2 separate regions of the Mus musculus genome follow, and region 1 is linked to region 2. Evidence: chromatin contacts called from public Hi-C data. All regions are on one chromosome and are shown on one strand. Each heading gives the region's core, a stretch centred on a gene start, on an enhancer-like site or on the middle of the called end of the contact. The rest is flanking DNA. Distances are from core to core; before and after follow the strand shown.

Evidence for each region. Hi-C and Micro-C count contacts between places; a contact is called where the count stands out from the background.
Region 1: a contact with region 2 is called in a Hi-C map of the C2C12 cell line, with 3 times the contacts expected there. The contact joins two enhancer-like sites. A contact is called at or near these places in 1 of 15 datasets of contacts at CTCF or cohesin (the NIH/3T3 cell line), 7 of 484 Hi-C or Micro-C datasets (the BV-2 cell line, the C2C12 cell line, ECoMG-derived neutrophils and 4 more) and 1 of 115 datasets of contacts at active chromatin or transcription factors (microglia).

The regions. Positions count from the first base shown.
Region 1 is chr5:102,693,168-102,695,876 of GRCm38.p6, forward strand. The region is part of intron 3 of Arhgap24 (Rho GTPase activating protein 24); the gene reads left to right. Among named protein-coding and RNA genes, the nearest start is that of Gm30396, 63 kb to the left of the region's middle. Within about 2 kb of position 1,329, at least 6 of the 459 cell types and tissues checked have an H3K27ac peak or open chromatin away from gene starts, as enhancers often do. A contact at or near this core is called in the C2C12 cell line, where this site is marked.
Region 2 is chr5:102,519,017-102,521,929 of GRCm38.p6, forward strand. All of the region lies in intron 1 of Arhgap24 (Rho GTPase activating protein 24), which reads left to right. Among named protein-coding and RNA genes, the nearest start is that of Arhgap24, 39 kb to the left of the region's middle. Within about 2 kb of position 1,630, at least 29 of the 459 cell types and tissues checked have an H3K27ac peak or open chromatin away from gene starts, as enhancers often do. A contact at or near this core is called in the C2C12 cell line, where this site is marked.

The sequences.
Region 1 (2,709 bases), core at 79-2,578, 170 kb after region 2:
TGACAAGCAATAAGAAATGAAGGATCATATAATTTAAGGTAGGAAAACTTCAAAAATGACTGGCTTGAAAAGAAAAGTTTCTGGAGAAAGAAACTTGTTTGACCTCACAAGTGTGAGAGAAAAAGGCCAAAGCCTCCCAGTGCACACAGCAAAACCTAAATGGGGTCAAGGTCAGAACTGCACAATGGTGTGGAACTTGTTGGTACTCAAACTTGCTTAATCATGAAGAGGAAAGAGCAGCTGTGTAAACACTGTGTTAGTGTTTGCTGGTATTTGGCCGTAATCTGAGGAGCAAGGCCTCAGATGTATGTTGTTTGTGTGAACACGTGGGCTATGGAGAAACAGAGATGTCAACTCCTACCTACATTAGGATACTGGATATAAGTGGTACTGAGGAGAGTAGGGGGAGATGGCTCAGTCCCTAATGTGATTGTCACACAACCGTGTGGACCTGAGTTTGGATCCCACTACCTATGCTTAAAAAGCCAGGTGTGGAGGCACAGGACATGAACTCCAGTGTGGAAGGAGGGCTGTGTGGGTAGATGGGGGTAGGTAGAGGTAAGAGGGTTATGGGACTCAGGAGCTCATTGCCTACCCAGTCTAGGCAATCAGTGATCTCCAGGTTCAGTGATACACTCTGTCTCAAAAGTTAAGCTGAGGAAGACATACTGTTGATCTCTGACCTCCCTCTATGTACCTCTATGTGTGTCCACCATCAAGGACACTTATATACACTTACATTCACCACACACAATGCACACAGAGTAGTAGACTGTATTAGAGAGGCAGTTACAGAAGGAGGAAGTCCTTCTGAAGTGCTCAGTGAAGTTACCACCAAGTCTCAGGAGAAGACAGCCACTCGCCAACAGCTCCCTGGTGGTAGGAGATGTCTTGGTTTCTTTCCTCTATGTAGTCACCTGACTGTCTTAGTCAACAGGGTGTGGTATGGTAACCGACAGCACTGCAGACATCATAGCCCTCTGACCACAGACAGATACTGAAGATCTCTTAGTAGTAGCCAACGCTTCTTGAATGAGGAATGACACATAAATGAAATGCCATTCCTATAGCCAAACAGATGTAGCATCAGTTAAGAATCAAATAGTAAGAAAAAAAGATTTAATGTGCGGCTTCAGATTATGTTCTAAATGTGGATTTTGAGGAGGTTTCTTTAATTCTTGTTCTGTGGACAACTTCAGTTCAAGTTGGCATTAAAAATGTTAGTCATTGCTTGGAACTCAACAAAGTTTGTGTATGCCCAGTGTCATATGTGCCATAAATTTATGTCCTTCTGTGAGCCGCATTTACTTACTTCTAAGGGAAAATCAAGGGTTTGCAGGCTGGAAGCCATCTGTCCACTGCACATCTGTGAGCTGTAACTAAGGGCTCAGGAGATGGATCTGTGGGTGGATAAACTGCTTGCTGCACAAATGTGAAGACAGGAGCTCAGATTCCCAGAACCCAAGGAAACTGGATGTCATCGCACATGTCTGTAATCCCACTGCCTCTTCAGTGAGATGGAAGGCAGGGACAGGAGAATCCTATCCCGGGAAGCTCACAGGCTTCATGTATGCCACAGTAAACAAGACCATAGAAAGGAAGGTAAGGATTTATAACAGAGGCTACCCTCTAACTTCTACACGTGTGCCATAGAATGCCCATATACCCCCCACATGAACATATCCATTCTATAAGCACATCTCATGTGTATGTGTAATAAAATGGTAAAAATGCTTTAAAGGAAAATTACTACTAATGGTGGTGGCAGTCATGGAATAGAGATACTAAATGTTCTAGGTACTTTTCTGTCAATGTTATCAAATATGGTGACAAAAAGCACCTTGGGGGAGAAGGACTTTGTTTTAGTTTATAGCTCCACATGTATGGAGTCCATCATGGTTTGGGAGACATAGCAACAGGCAAGAAAAGCATAGTGACAGGCACAGGGAACTGGGTGATTGCAATTCATCCACATACAGGAAGGAGCAAGGGCAGGAATAGAAAGAGGGGGGCATATGGATGGATGGGCGGAGGGAAGGAGGAAAGGAGAGGGAGGAAGGGAGGGAAGGAGATGAGGGACTAGGCCCAAAACATTTAAAGTAAGTCTTTGACATACTTCCCCCAACAAAGACCCACCTCATAAAATACCAGAACCTTCCAAATCAGCACCGCTAACTGGGAGCAAGTATTCAAACACACGAGCCTGTGGAGGACATCTCTCATTCAAACCATCACAGTAAAGAGTGTTTGGATCTGCTGAACTTTTGAGAGACTTTCATCAGATTGTGAAACTATCCACTCCTCTAAATTGTTGTTTGATAAACCATTTCCCACAAATACAACTTTAGCACTGAGTTGGGGCGAGTGGTATTGAGAAGTGCATTCAGAGCAGACCACCTGAGGAGCAGCAGCAACAGCAATAACAACAGCAACAGCAACAGCAAAAACAGTAACAGTGGCAGCAAGAACAACAGCAGCAGCAACAGTAACAACAATAGACAGAACAGTAACAACAACAGCAAGACCAGTAACAGCAGCAACAGCAGCAGCAACAACAACAACAGCAGCAGCAGCAGAAACAGTAACAGTGGCAGCAAGAACAACAGCAGCAGCAACAGTAACAACAATAGACAGAACAGTAACAACAATAGCAAGAACAGTAACAGCAACAACAGCAGCAGCAGCAACAGCAGCAGCAGCAAGAACAGT
Region 2 (2,913 bases), core at 380-2,879:
TCACATCCTTTGCATCAGTGAAGTGCTTCAGGCCCGTTTTGTAAGAATTCTGAGAAGTTTGAAGTACATGGTGAACAATGTAGGTCTACATGTGTACCAATATCAGTTTTCAAGGAGTCTTCTGTTGCATTGTATTTGAGTGTGGTGGTCTGAAGGAGAATGGCCCACATAGGCTCATATGTTTGATTGCTAGGGCTGCAGTTGGTGGAACTGTTTAGGAAGAATTAGGGGGTGTAGTCTTCTTGGCATGGTTGTGGTCTCATTGGAGAAGGAGGTTACAAATGTTTATACTAGGCCCAGTCTTCTCTCTCTCTCCCCACACCCCCTTCAGATGCTTGTGCATTTTAGAATTTACATTACTACGAATAGACACCATGACCAAGGCAACTCTTATAAAGGAAAACATTTAACTGAGGCTGTCTTACAGTTTTTAGAGGTTCAGTCCATTATCATCATGGCAAGAAGCATGGCAGCATCCAGGCAGACGTGGTGCTGGCAAGGAGATAAGAGCTCTACATCTTGATCCACCTGGGTGGAGCGTGCATGTAGGACCTCAAAACCCACCCTACAGTGACACACTTCCTCCAACAAGGCCATGCCTACTCTAACAAGGCCACACCTATTCTAACAAGGCCACATCTCTTATAGTGCCACCCCCTAGGTCAAGCATTCAAACTACTACACTGTGGATGAGGATGCAAATCTCCCAGCTACTGATGAGGACACTGCCCATCTACTTCCTGCTATGATGATCATGGACTAACTCTCTGAAGCTGTGAGGAAGCCCCAAATGGAATACTTTATTTTATAAGAGCTCCCTTAGTCAGAGTGTCTCTGCACCACAATAGAATAGTAGCTAATGCAACAGGGACGTTTTGTATGAAGCCTCTTGCAAATATCCATTTACTACTTCATAGTATCAGTGGGAAAAGACCAGAGCTTAGAGATTGTTTTACCACCAATGAAGAATAGCCTAAACCTGGGAAAGATGATGAAGGGGCTTAGTTCAATTTTGACTCATACAAGATCTGTGTGAAGGTTTATTACGCTTTAGACATGAACATTTAAAGTAAGCACAGCCCTAAACTTACAACCATACAACTATACTTGTCAGAGCTTTTGGCTTTATTTTGTTTGTGACTTTGATATTTAATTGAAGCAATGATCTCATTTGATTAAGCATCACACTAGAAAGTGTCTGTCTTCCTATAGATGATTTCCACTATGTGTGGTCCTCATGGTGTTCAACTGTGTCATTGGTGGCAGTTTCACAAACACCACTTTAGCAATGGTGAGATGCACAGACAGCCTCTTCTCTTCATTGCTTGCCACCGTCACTACCATCATTTTTTTTTCCGGGCAAATACCATTCTGGTAGCGAGATCACATTGCCTTGAAGTCTCACAGCAGTTTAACTTGGTGGATGTTGCTATGCAGTTTCCCAGAGAAGATGCATATTTTGGTAGATGTATACTATGCTTTACATAATATACCTAATGGTTATTTATGAGTAAAGGCTGTAGAGCCAGGATCTGAATCTCTGACTTCAAAACCCCTGTTAGCATGTGCTGCCATGCTTTCTCCATTTAGTCTCATGACACTTCTAAGATGAATCATCTTTGGAGCTGGTGAGAGGTTACATAGCAGATCTGTAGACTTCCCCTGTGTCACCTCTAGCTTCTCTCTGCTTATTCAAGCAACAGATGGCTTTAACACCCTCTCTGACTCACATGGGCATGTAAATAGCCTACTAGTCCCATGACCACATGTCTGACGGTGGCTAACAAACATCCAGGCAGCTCTGCCTATCTTTGACATGGTAGAATGGCATCTCATACATTCAGATAATGTGGCTATTAACTACTGGGGACAAAGCCCTGGCAGAAATGGCAACCACATTCTTTTCATAGACAGCATGGAAGGCTTCTGTTTTCACTGTAACACCAAAGGGAAACAGATATATCAACTGACTTGTGTGTTCTCCTGAGAATTGAAGCACACAGCCAACAGAGGACTGTATGTAACTCTGAAATTTCCGAACTAGAAAAAGAAGCTTGCTGTTGTAGGTTCTACACAGACACCCCTTGAGCACACTTTTGTGTGCATCCATTCCTACATCTCAGAGTGTAGTCTAACTTAGACATGATGCAACCAACGGACAGCAGCCTTGCAAGAAGGAGGCACAAATGCTTTCAGACATGCAGTTGTTTGTGATTCATGTCCCCAAAGTTCATTAGCATAAACTGGTCTTTCCTTAATAATGCTAAACTTTTTAAAAAAAGATTTACTAATTTATTTTATGTATATGGTCACACTGTACCTGTATTGATGGTTGTGAGCCATCATGTGGTTGCTGGGAATGAAGGTTGCTTGCTCCGGTCAACCCTGCTTACTCTGGTCAGCCCTGCTTGCTCCAGCCTAAAGATTTATTTATTATTATATCTAAGTACACTGTAGCTGTCTTCAGATGCACCAGAAGAGGGTGTCAGATCTCATTATGGATGGTCATGAGCCACCATATGGTTGCTGGGATTTGAACTCAAGGCCTTTGGAAGAGCAGTCAGTGCTCTTAACTGCTGAGCTATCTCTCCAGCCCAATAATGCTCAACTTTAAATATTCCTTTCCCTTCCTTATCTCATCATGTGAATATGGCCAGGCTACCTAGTTGAGGTGGTCACTGCTCTATGGCTGTTGCATGAAGACCTGGATGGGTGACTCCATCAGAAACCTGAAAGCTGTTCTTCACAGGGCTGAGAAGCATGCTTGGTGCCCTGTTCTTGGATCAGCTAAGCTTGGATTTGACATGTGCTGTTTCTCTTTTGAGGTTCAGTGTAGTGCTAAAATGGGGACAAAAATAAACTCGTGTATCCAAAGGTTCCTTAGCTTAAATGTTACTCCACAATGGTTTTCAG